2 separate regions of the Sus scrofa genome follow, and region 2 is linked to region 1. A link is a contact called in public Hi-C data. All regions are on one chromosome and are shown on one strand. The core of a region is the stretch at or near the end of the contact, and the rest is flanking DNA. Distances in the headings are between cores, read along the strand shown. Region 1 holds the start of PPP1R9A (neurabin-1). Region 2 overlaps PPP1R9A (neurabin-1).

What was found. Hi-C and Micro-C count contacts between places; a contact is called where the count stands out from the background.
Region 2: a contact with region 1 is called in a Hi-C map of heart right ventricle, with 2.3 times the contacts expected there. The contact joins the enhancer-like site here to the promoter of PPP1R9A in region 1. A contact is called at or near these places in 3 of 47 Hi-C or Micro-C datasets (brain, embryonic fibroblasts and heart right ventricle) and 1 of 2 datasets of contacts at active chromatin or transcription factors (skeletal muscle).

Annotation. Positions count from the first base shown.
Region 1 is chr9:74,630,777-74,637,502 of Sscrofa11.1, reverse strand. PPP1R9A (neurabin-1) reads right to left here and starts at 2,218. Exons shown (of 19, transcript XM_021063384.1): 1 at 2,050-2,218.
Region 2 is chr9:74,797,514-74,804,224 of Sscrofa11.1, reverse strand. It overlaps PPP1R9A (neurabin-1), which reads right to left. Exons shown (of 19, transcript XM_021063384.1): 3 at 15-147. Among named protein-coding and RNA genes, the nearest start is that of PPP1R9A, 170 kb to the right of the region's middle. Within about 2 kb of position 5,409, at least 7 of the 83 cell types and tissues checked have an H3K27ac peak or open chromatin away from gene starts, as enhancers often do.

The DNA.
Region 1 (6,726 bases), core at 969-3,468:
TAACAAAATTGTTTCAAGCATAACTTGAGGCCCCTACCAAAATCACACACATACACACATACCAGTGACACATAAGTACACTTGACAGCAATATTTTAGCCCAAGTTTTGGTTAGTTTTGAGAATGACCTTCAAAGAAACCAGCAGTTCCTGGCTCTTTAAATCATCAAACCGACTCAGAAAAATGAAATCCATTTGACATTCTCCACATCAGGAAGAACTTATTCTTCCTGTACAAGTACAATTGAAAGTTTGGAATCTATGTTTACACACTCCGAAACACACCTACAGAGACTTTATTTCACTCTTTCTAGTCCAATATTCTCATCTACAGCATCCTCAAAGCAACACTTTCAGATAAAAACAAACAGAAGAAAGTTCTTACATGACAGTAAGTTTCACTCCAAGTTCAGAACCAAAGCAAATATTTGGAAGTTTCATAAAAGTGAACATTATTAATTACAGCGTGGGATATAGAATATCATGGGAATAAATGCACGAGAATGTGACGATCAGAAAATAAACAGACCATGAAACCTCTTTTCATAGCCCTGATTTTTTTTTTTTTTTTATTATTATACTTGCCTCTAACTTACTACAAGCTCAAAACACAACGCCATGCATACTTGCTGGTCTCCTCTAGCCCACAGCTGGATTTTACATCAACATGCCAGCAATCAAATACTTCAAGATCCGCTGAGGTGCAGACAACACAGTTCTAAAGATTTTTTCATTTATTCATTTTGTTTTTGTTTTGCTTTATTTTTTAATATTAGGCCGAGCCCTATCACTCTCACGCACCAGCAGATGAGGGAGCGCACAGTTTCACAGTCTCCAAACTCGGCTCCTGGCCCAGCAAGCATGCATGGCCCATGCAGACAAACAAGAAAGGCTTCAGAGTGTGGTGCCTGGGGTTTTTGTTGTTGTTGTTGTTGTTATTATTATTTTTGGTCAAGCATCGACAATCTCCCTCTACCCTGACATTTGTTTTGGCCTTACACACCATCCCCTCCCCCCCTACACACACCCTACTCCCTCCCCCGCCAATTTGAACCCGAGGGGGCGGGGGCGGGGGCGATGGGGCCGCCGAGGGATTCAAAACCTGCCCTCACGAAAGACAAACATAAATAACACCAACTTGAGAGGCAGCGGATTCCCAAGCCTGGTTCGGGACGCAATCCCTCGGCCCCGGGCAGGGGCAGGGCCGGGAGAGCAGGTGACGCCAAGCGCTATGGTAGGAGGTCGCAGTCTAGCTTTGTGCCAGGAAGCACCTGAAGTCCTAACACACTGGCTGCGGCTCCCAGCGGCTGCCAGGCGGATCCCAGTGTGGCACGGGGAGAGCCGAGCTCCCTGGCCACATTTAAAAAAGGAGAAGAAAAAAATGACAGGGTAGTGCTAATAAATCCCTTTGTTTTTCCTCACAGAGTGCCAGGAAACAATAGATCCCACAGATCATGCCTCCGATCCTCAGCCTACCGCTCCCCCACCGCTACCCACCCCCACCCTCAGCCTGCAACTCAGCCTTTGTACATCGCGATTCTCTCCCTCCTCATCTCCACCCTCCCCAACTCCTCGCCCCGCGCTCAGCCTCCCCCTTACCCGAGCGGGAGCCGCCGCCGGCGGGGAGGGTCGGGCGGCCGAGGCTCCCACCCCCTCCTCTGAGGCGCCCCCCCGCCCCACCGCGGTCGCCGCTCAGCTCGGCGCCGGCCCGCTCGCTGCCCCTCCGCCCGCTCCTCACGGCGCAGCGCGGCGGGCGGCTGCGGCGGCCGCTTCCACTTATGCTGCGGCCCCTACGCGCGCCGGGCCGGCGGCGGGAGGCCCCGGGAGGCGTGCTGCGCTCCCCAACGCCATGGCGGGCGGGCGGCGGCCCGGGCCCCAACGCGCTCGCCCGCTCCGGCCGGCCTGAGGCTGGGAGCCCGGCCCGGGCAGGGGCTTCGCCCACGTGCGGCCGCCCGCGCCTGGCCGTTGGGTTGGCGGGGGAGCCGGGGTGTGATGGCGGGAGAGGCCCGGGGTGGGGGGTGAGGAAGGCCCGGGGTAACAGGTGCCTCACCTCGGCTGATGGGATTAACTCTAGGGCCGCAGAGAGAGGGAGCCCGGCAGCAAAATCCCAGGAGAGGGAGAGAGAGGGAGCCTCTGGCGGCCAACGGAGGGCGAAAAGCACCGGCCCGAGGCGAGGCCGCCCCACCCCCTCGGCCGTGGGCGAGGGGCCCCTCAGGCCTGGGGCAAGCCCTGCCCTTCAGCCCTGGTCTAGGTTCCGCGAGAATTGGGTTTAGGGGCTACAGCTGCCGGGGCCACGCGAACTGTGCTGTTAACTCGCAGACCCCAGAGTATCTGGAACCCTGGGATGTGCTCCTGGCCTGGAAGGCCAACACCTAGGCCCAGGTCCATTGTGGCCTTCACCTAGGACAATGCTCCCCATAATACCCATCTTGACCTTAAGGCTCCACCGCTAAAGGAAAATATGCGGAAATCTGACTTTTTTGTCAGGAATTTTTCAGATGCTTTCGCCCAACCCCACCCTTTTATAAATACTCAGGACCCCCACCTTTCCCCATCAAAAATACCAGAAGTGTTACAATGCAAAATATCAAAGTGATCATAACTGTCAATATAGACCTTTAAACCAATCCTCCAAAAAGCTCTATGGAGTAGAAACTCTCAGGATAATTTTTCAAGATGGTAAAAATATTTTCGAATAGAAACATAAAATGAAAAATGTGTCCAAAATGTTATTTGACTCATCAATTAGGGAGGGAACACCAAGAGAATGTGAAGAACAAATCTTTATGGAAAATCAGAAAAGAGACAAAACCAGTTAATAAGACAATAAATGTAATATTTTGAACTAGTTCCTAATCAACTGGATCTCTAAGGAACAAAACCATTTTTCATATCTACAGATAAGAACCATTTACATTATCATTAAGTTCCTACGGCTTAAAGAGTAAAAAGCCTGGTCAAAGGCAGGCAAATGTGCAAACTATTGTAGAACCACACAACTCCAGCGTGCTGTGGATAACATCTAGCATTCCATTGAAAGGACACCCAATAATCTTTTGCCCGTTTCAAAGTCTTACATTAATTTCCCCAACAGAATTATTATTATCTATATTTTACAGGTGGGAAAACTGAGCTTTAGGTTCTATAATTTACCTACAGCTACATCGCTAGTGAATGATTACTGCTGCGTATGAACTCCAGCAAGTCTATACACGCAATCTACACTCTGGAAGCAACATCTTTTCTCGCTTAATTTCAAAAGGGCTTTGTAGCTACTCAATTCTATGTATCTCTTATTTTGAACAGTGGAATTTTTTCTTTTCTTCAAGCCTCACCAAATTCTGGGTGCTTTCCCAAAAAATTGGCATTCTGTGTCTATGATGTGGATGTCACTTCTATAAGCATAAACAGATGTAACAGGCAATGTGAGGGGGCTGTGGTTCCAGTCTCCACTTTTGGAAAGAACATTTGTGCTGTCTGGGGTAATTTAGTGGAAAAGTTCCTGTCATTTATTTGCAGTGTGGAAACCATGTTTTTTAAGAGAATAACCTAAATAAATCCAAGAACCTAATCACTGAGTTCTATCTGTAGAAGAGGGGGCAGAGTTGGCAACAAAACCAGTCTTACACCTCTTTACAAAAAGATGATTCATACAGAAAAGCAGACTAAAGAATTTGGTTGGTTTGGGTTTCTTCCTTTCTTTTCTTTCTTTCTTTCTTTTCTTTCTTTTTTTTTTTTTTTAATGTGAATCTTCTGGAAAAATTCCTACTGAAAGTATGAAAGACAGAGTTTTTAAAACATAATTTCTGATAATTTTGGATTCCTGGATTGCCTATAATCTACCGTCCATTTCTAACACTTCTCTGAATGTTTGAAGAGACTATTAGACCAGTACTAACTAATCCAATATATATGGTTATTTAAATTAATTTAAATCAAATACAATTTAAAATTAAGTTCCTCAGGATGTCCCATTGTGGCTCTGTGATTACAAACCCAACTAGTATCCATGAGGATGCAGTTTCAGTCCTTGACCTTGTTCAGAGGGTTAAGGATCCAGTGTTGCCATGAGCTGTGGTGTAGGTTACTTAGGAACCAGGTAGAGTTCCCATTGTGGCTCATTGGAGACAAACCTGACAATTTTCCATGAGGATGCGGGTTTGTTCCCTGGCCTCACTCGGTGGATTAAAGATCCCTGAGCTGTGGTGTAGGTCGCAGATGCAACTCGGATGGTATATTTCTGAGGCTGTGTCATAGGCCAGCAGCTGCAGCTCTGATTCCACCCCTAGCCTGGGAACTTCCATATGCCACAGGTGTGACCCTAAATAAATAATAAAATTAAATTCCTTAGTCCCCCTAGCCACATGTGAAAGGCTTAGTAGCTACATGTGCCTAGTGGCTACCATATTGAACAGTATAGATACAGAACATTTTCATCACAGAAATTTCTATTGAACAGTCCTGTCCTAGACAACAGTTGCACTTCTATAAATTAAGAAAGGTATTTGGGAGTTCCCGTCGTGGCACAGTGGTTAACAAATCCGACTGGGAACCATGAGGTTGCGGGTTCGGTCCCTGCCCTTGCTCAGTGGGTTAATGATCCGGCGTTGCCGTGAGCTGTGGTGTAGGTTGCAGACGCGGCTCGGATCCTGCGTTGCTGTGACTCTGGCGTAGGCCTGTGGCTACAGCTCCGATTCAACCCCTAGCCTGGGAACCTCCATATGCCGTGGGAGCGGCCCAAGAAATAGCAACAACAACAACAACAAAAAAAAAGACAAAAGACAAAAGACAAAAAAAAAAAAAAAAAAAAAAAAAAAAAGAAAGGTATTTGGACTTTAGAAGGGTCAAAACTTAGCTCAATAGATCATTAATATTTGGGGGAGATGTCATAAATTTTGCACGTTCTTATTGGAAAGGCGCTATGGTAGTATTAGGTGAAGTTCAGTACTGACATACAAGGCATCCCCAAATTTGGGGAAGAGGAGGGTTTTGATTTTCATCTATGGGTCTTTTATAAATCATGTAGACTACTGGTGTGCTGTTATTCTTATTTCCTTTGTAACCAATATTATCATGATTACTAAAAACGGACCATAAAATTAGTCAATAAAAATGCACAAAATGTATTCTATATTATTCTAGGGGTTTTCTCACTGTATTTTTTAGGTTTCCATTATGGATATTGTGAGTATATATTCAAGTAATTAAATTATTCATAAGTGAGAGTGGAATATTGGGTGTAGTTATGAAAGTAACCTGAATCCAATTTTAAGACTAGGGAAAATTAAGTAAGCTGAGACTGAACACAGACTATTACTCCTTGATTTATAGCAGAAAGACACCTGGCTATGTGTTAACAGAAGTTCACAAAGGGAGAGAAAAGAATAGAACAAACTTGGAGGTCTCTAGAATAACTTCTTTATGGAGTAGGCAAATTAATGAAAGTGATTCTTATAGGCAGTTTTACATGTAACTTTAGCAAAAAGGACTCCTACTACTGTTTCTTCTCCAGGATTAATAAGAAAAGTGTATTGACAGTAATGAGGCACTTGTTTACCAAAAGTTTAGTAATAACTGCTTTATTTTGCATTTGTAAGTATCAGCGTGCTTTGTCACCTTCAGACAGGGATGTTGATATTTAGGCATCTTAAAGGTCCATCTTTTATTTATTTATTTATTTGTTTGTTTGTTTGTTTAGTCTTTTTGCCTTTTTCTAGAGCCACACCCATGGTACATGGAGGTTCCCAGGCTAGGGGTCCAATCAGAGGCATAGCTGCCGGCCACAGCCACAGCCACAGCCGCGGCCACAGCAACACAGGATCCGAGCCATGTCTTCAACCCACACCACAGCTCACGGCAACGCTGGATCCTTAACCCACTGAGCAAGGCCAGGGATCGAACCCACAACCGCATGGTTCCTAGTCAGATTCATTAACCACTGAGCCACGACGGGAACTCCAAAGGTCCATCTTTTAAAATAACCATTCTGGAGTTCCCTCCTTGGTTCAGCAGCTAACGAACCTGACTAGGATCCATGAGGATGAGGGTTTGATCCCTGGCCTCAATCAGTGGGTTAAGGATCCAGCGTTGCCATGAGCTGTGATGTAGGTCGCAGATGGGGCTCGGATCCAGCATTGCTATGGCTGTGACGTAGGCTCCGTTTCAACACCTAGCCTGGGGACCTAAATATGCCGCGGGTGCGGCCCTAAAAAGCAAAAAATAAATAAAATAACCGTCCTTATTTAAGAGTAAAAAATTAAGTTTTTATTATTTATTTATTTATTTTTGTCTTTTTGCCATTTCTTGGGCCGCTTTCGCGGCATATGGAGGTTCCCAGGCTAGGGGTCAAATCGGAGCTGTAGCCACCGGCCTACGCCACAGCCACAGCAACACGGGATCCGGGCCGCCTCTTCGACCTACACCACAGCTCATGGCAATGTCGGATCATTAACCCACTGAGCAAGGGCAGGGATCGAACCTGCAACTTCTTGGTTCCTAGTCGGATTCGTGAACCACTGCGCCACGACGACGGGAACTCCAAGTTTTTATTTTTTAGTCTTAATGGTATTTCACACACATTTTAGCAGTAAAATATATTTCTCTAAAAAAATTGGTAGAGTATTCATGCTTATATTCAGAATACATCAGAGATATCTATGACCAGTCTGGTTTTGTGATGCTAGCTATGAAAAAGCTTTGATCAATAAATGGATTTTGTCATCTAGAA
Region 2 (6,711 bases), core at 4,160-6,659, 160 kb before region 1:
TAGAGCTCATATACCTTTCTCTAATTCCACTGGGAAAAGTTCCAGCTTTTCTACACGCTTTTCAAGTTCATACTCAGCCGAAGCTGCCACGGGGTCAACTTCATCATTTCTCCTGTCATAGTCTTCATTGGAGTATGTACTGAAGACCTGTAATAAGACGTCAACAAAAAAGATGATAACCCAGAAAAAAAAAACAAAAAACAGCTTTCTTAAATTAAAAACAAATCTGCTAAGTATCCAAAACTCCATAAGTAAAAACTTTTATATGAAGAATTTCTTCTAAACAACTGTTTTATCATAAAATCAATTGAGATGTTAAGAAGAGAAAAACTGAATCAGATTATAATTATAATTTTTAAAATGTACCACTTTTAGGGAGTTCCCATTGTAGCTCAGCAGAAAGGAATCCAACTAGTATCAATGAGGATGCAGGTTCGATCCCTGGCCCTGCTCAGTGGGTTAAGGATTCAGCGTTGCCATGAGCTGTGATGTATGTTGAAGACGCAACTTGGATCTCATGTTGCTGTGCTGTGGTGTAGGCCAGCGGCTGTAGCTCCAATTCAATCCCTAGCCTGGGAACTTCCAAATGCTACAAGTATGGCCCTAAAATAAAAAATGTACCACTTGTGATAATTTGGGAGACAAGAGTAGCCACAGAATACATTATATGGATAGCAATATTTATCACTTTTTACAGAATCAGAGTATACCATACTCGCTAGAATAAAACTAATGTAAAGCATCTTGAAGCTACTGAAGCAAAGACCAACACTGAACCTATTTCATGCTATGACCCATCCAACCCCTGATTTGTGTGTTGGCAATCTAGAAATATATTTCAAACACAGAAGCACTGAAACTGACTTCTATTCTATACTGTACTAGGCTGGGTTAAGCTCTCATTTGTCGTCTCTCATTTTATTTGCATGTAGATATAAATTAAATTCTCATTGAACCTTTTTTATGGAACAACCATCAAAATATTGCTTAAGAGCTGCAGAGAGAATATTGCTCCTCCCTTATGAACTAAATCACTCAAAAACTACTAAATGTGGTCTTCAGATGTAGCCATAAGAAACATATTGTCCTTATATCTGTTGAAATATTTTTTATGTGAAAAGTAACTGGGAATAGGTATACAATTCTTCACTTAAAACACTGAAGAATATTTAAAAGAAATGTATAATTCATCAAGTCCAATTAATCTGCATAGTAAAAATTGACATTTTTGATCAAATTCAAAACAATTATGAAGTATCTAGACTGTGCCACTATTATGATGTATTTAGATTGTGCCTGATAAAACTTTGTCCTGTCCTCCAAAATTAAAATCTAAGATCTGTTACTTTTTAAAAATATATATAATTAAGCAATAATAAAAACAGAAAGCAAGACAGAAAGCCAGAGATGAAAGAAAGCAAGTCTTTTGCCTACAAAGCTGGCCCTACTAGTCCAGATGTGCTTTACATTCATATTATTGGAAAACTTGCAACACTTACATGCTATATATGGTAACTTATAAAACAGAAATACATATTGCCTATATAGAAACAGATGTAGTATGGTTCCTTATTCTACATATGTCTCAAAACCATGTAATTTGTAGGTTCTGTACCAGAATGAACAGCTCTTTTTACTCCAACTTTCAACATGTTTTCATAGCATTGTGCCATTCACTTGGTCTCTACCGCATTTCTCCACCACAGCACATTTTATTTCTGCATCAAAATGTGCATTTCTAAACTATAGGGTTTCTACCTTTTTAATTAATCTTTTCACAAAATATGTTTCCTATACCCCTACCATTGAACCCTCTAATTTTTTCTTAAATCATCAGGTTTATACTTTCTCTTAAATAGCCTTTGTATATTTTACCTCCCTTATATGTTCTGGTAATCACTCACATTTATTCATTCATCAAAATCTTACAGAGTACCAATCCTATGCCAGACATTGTACTAGACATTGAAGAAGGCACAGTTTCAAGTAGCTCACAGCTTAATAAGGACACAGAAATCAAAATAAACTACAATACAATGTGATAACTGATGTAACAAAGGAATATACCAAGTAATTTTTTTTATTGTCCTGAGAAAGTGAGGAATTTCATGGAGCAAAAAATATTTGAGTTGAATCTTAAAGAATAAACAAAGATTTGTATATTCAAACGTAGAAGAGGTAGAATGTATGATTCAAACATAAAACATTAGACAAAATATCTGTATCTTTATTTTTCAGAAAACATAAACAATTGAGTAGACAATAATGCAGCATGCCTAGGGAGCAAACTTTAACAACACACAAAGAAAAGTTAGTTGGGGAGTTCCCGTCGTGGCGCAGTGGTTAATGAATCCGACTAGGAACCATGAGGTCACGGGTTCGATCCCTGACCTTGCTCAGTGGGTTAAGGATCCGGCGTTGCCGTGAGCTGTGGTGTAGGTTGCAGACGTGGCTCGGATCCCGCATTGCTGTGGCTCTGGCGTAGGCCGGGGGCTGCGGCTCCGATTCGACCCCTAGCCTGGGAAACTCCATATGCCGCGGGAGCGGCCCAAAGAAATAGCAAAAAAGACCAAAAAAAAAAAAGAAAAAAGTTAGTTGGATCTGGAATGTACTGGAAACTACTGGCAAAGATAATTGGAAATTACTCCATTAATGATTGCCACTTGTCTGCTTCTGCTACTAGGTTCAAGTATATGATTGCAAAATAAGGATTTAAAAGATATTCATACTGGAACATAACTCAATTTTGCTACCAAACCATACATGAATTTAAAAATATGTGTGTATACACATACGTGTGTGTGTGTGCTCAAGTGCTATCAAAATGTTCTTTACCAGTCATGCTGGTTTATAAAGTTATTTGAGGATATCCTGAGATTAAATAAAGCAAGCAGAAAACTATATTACTATATATTGGAAAATAGTACTTCAAATAGTTTATTCATTTTCTTTATGATATCTAGGATCTGTGGCTTTTTAGGAAGGTGCTCCCTAGCCTAAACATTGTTCCACATTTTCTTTTAGCACTTTAGGAATTTATAATTTTTTGTTTTTAACCAATCTAAATTTTACTTTTCTTAATCATATTAAATAGGAGGAGTTCCTGTTGTGGTGCAGCAGAAACGAATCCGACTAGGAACCATGAGGTTGCGGGTTCGATCCCTGGCCTTGCTCAGTGGGTTAAGGATCTGGTGTTGCCTTGAGCTGTGGTGTAGGTTGTAGACTTGGCTCAGATCTGGCATTGCTGTGGCTGTGGTGTAGTCTGGCAGCTGTAGCTCCAATTAGACCTCTAGCCTGGGAACCTCCATATGCCATAGGTGCGGCCCTTGAAAAAAAAAAAAAAAAGGAATAGGAATATTTTTCGGATGGATATCTCATTCTTTCCCTACTATTTATTGAATAGACCACATAGACTAATTTGAATAGAAGGGTAGAGGAGTGAAACTATGATCAAGCTGAAGAGAAAAAAATATATTATTTCTTTTCTACAGGATGAAATGGTGATATGTTCATCTGATTACTAGATACCTCCTCACAGAGACAACAGCGGGTCCTTAACCTGCTATCGCAGTTCCCGAACTATTTGCAAAATGTCCAATGACAGAGAAAATGTCTTACTAAATTATGATATATACAAATATGTAATTTCATACAGTGATTAAAAAGCTCTATCTCTGTGGACTTGAAAGGCTGTGAAACACATATTTCTAAACATTGCAGATATATCTATATCTATACCCATATGTATATCTATACTTATCTATCTCTATATATACATACATAGGTATAAATATATTCTCAATTGCTATGATCCCAGTTTTAATCTAAACTAAAGACCTTCTAAATTCTCCAGCTATGTAGCCCTTGCCAAACTGTAAAACCACTCTCTGCTTCAGATTCATTATTTACAAAATGGCTTATAAGAATAATAATAATATCTACTGCTTAAAGTTACTGTGAGAATGAAAGGAGATAATCCACATAATCACACACAGTTCAATGTCAGGGCAGGGAAAGCTTTCCCAGGGTAATATGAGAGATAATAATATTCCCCAGATAACGACATATCTCATATTCTCATTTACAAATAAGTTTTGAATATTTCATCCACTACAATGCTTAATGCCCTTGGGAAAAAGGAACTACAAGACTAGTTGGTATCATAATGTAGACTGGCCTGCCAAAATCCCTACTTGTGTCCAGATCAATGCACCATAATCACACAGTGGCTAATCATCTGCCAAGCTTTGTTTTGCTTTGACCAGGAAAAACCTCAGAGATGAAAGAAAAATTGACCTAGGTAAAGACTTCCCCTTTCATTAAGATGGTCATGATTCTTTTAATATTCTTACAATTGTTCTACCATTTTATATATATTACTCACCATAACTTCTATATAAATATATATAAATAGTTAATTATTCAAATAATAATAAGAGGCCCATCAAGATTACACTGCAATGCAAAAAAACGCAAAAAACTATAAAGGCCAACAGCATTCTGGGTCCTGATATTCAATACAACTCAAAATATATACATATATAAATATATATTTAGTTCAATCACTTTCACATTGTTCCTGTGTTATTTCACTGAGAAAAGCAAACAAAAGGATGTTTAAATTTAAGACTTCTTGTTTCAGGGCCAACAAGCTATATTCTATTCCTCGATCAAAGGAAACAAAACAAGACCTCACCCTTTGCTTTGCAGCAGAAGCAGGCTTTTAGGGGTATCAAGTTTACAAATACTGTTAGCAAGGACATTTCTGACCCAGCAACCCAAGGCTACGAAAAATAAATAATGTTAAAATTAGCTTATTAGATTTCAACGCAGATGATTTCTTTTTCACATTTCTGGTAGTCTGAGCTCCAACACTTTTCCAAAACAACAGCAACATTTTTTCAACAACAAGAGAGAAAAAAATGTATTTCCTTTACTTCCTCATGACACATTTTCTTTAATCAATGAAGGTCAAAATGAATTCAGGATTTTCTGTAAATATTGCCTAGAAGGAATCTCCCACAAGGCTTTCACAAGGTCTCCATTCTGCCTGTCATCTGGGTTCTGCTTCATCTCCTGACACATCAAAGATGGAAAATATTCCAGGTTCTAGCAAGCTGTGTTTCAGATGATGGCTTGGCACAGCACGCTCCTGGAGATGAGCCAAGCATTCACATGCTTCCTCAAACAGGCCCCACTATCACAAGCTTCCTTGGCAGAACTCTAACTCACCTTCACATGGTTTCAGTGGCTCTGCTAAAGAAACTCTAAATTAAAACTAAAAGAGAGCATGGAAACAACAGTCTATATCTTAAAGTTTTAAAAACAAATTTGGCAATAAATCATCCTCAGAAAGGAGGATCCTGACAGCTTCAGAACAATGTAAAAAGCTTCAGTTTCCTCTTCTTCCCTCACTGATTTACGATAGCAAGAATAATACTTTCTTGTTTCCTTAACATATGCCAGGGAATATGTTAGGTTCTTGTTGCAAATGGACATAAGCCAAACTGGAGTTCACAATTATCAGGCATTTGGGGATAAGTCATAGTAGTCTCCAAGGATTCTCAATAGGTAAAAGCTTTCTCCTGCATGGAAAAACATTGATGAGCAGGAAGGTGAAAAAACAGACCCACAATTCTACCTGGCAAGTTCAGTGAAATCTCAGATCTCTGTCCTTTAGTTCCTGCATAGAGGAACTAAAGTAACCTGCATAGAGATATACTTAGAGTAACTGTGACACTATTCTACAGCAGGATATGTGTGATCTTCTAACTAGATCCCTCAACGGAATCCTACATTTCAGAAAACAGGACCAAATGGGTACTAGAGTTAAGATGCTACTCCAAAAGCTTAGCTTGCTTGATGTGAAGTCCATTACACAAAATATTTCTAAATAAATCCATATATTTTCAACATGACTCATTTTATCAATATTTTTAACATCTCTAACATTAGTAAGTCTTCCTATGTAGATTTAAAGTATGCATATCTGAGTGTAGAAATCTATTTTAGGGTCTTCAAATATTAATCCTAGTGTGAAGATTCATGATTGTTGTACCTGGAATGCTAACTAAACGCTCCTAAAACAATGTTATATCCATAAATACTGTGATGTGTATGCTAAAAATAATTGGAAATAAATTGCAGACAAATATAAAACTTCACACACGTAATCTTTAACTCTTGTACCAACTGGTCCAGCAAGGGAGAAAAAGAGTAGAGTACCCGCTTTTCATATTTTTACATGAGAAATTTGAAGCTCAGAGGACAATATACATGGTATATATAGGGATACCTAAAAAGACAAAGTCTATAAGGAAAACTGTAATTGTAAGCCTAATGTTTTCATAGATAAGTAAAGAACAGAAAGTGAAGAAACAAATATATTCTACACAATGGGAGTTAGAAAGCAGGCTAGTCAAAGGGCAACACAAGAGGCCTGAATTTGTCAGGGTTCTCCACAGAAACAGAACCAACAGGATGTGTATGTATATAAAATATTTAGCATATACTATATTTATATTTATACTAAACTAGATTCATTTTAAGGAATTGGCTCATGAGATCAGAGAGATGACAAGTCCAAAATCGCAGAGTAGCAGGCTGGAGACCCACAGAAAAGTTGCTGCTGCAATTCAAGCCCAAAAGATTTTCTCTGCTACAGGGGAAGCTGGTCTTTTCTGTTAAGCCTTCAACTGGTCGCATGGGTCC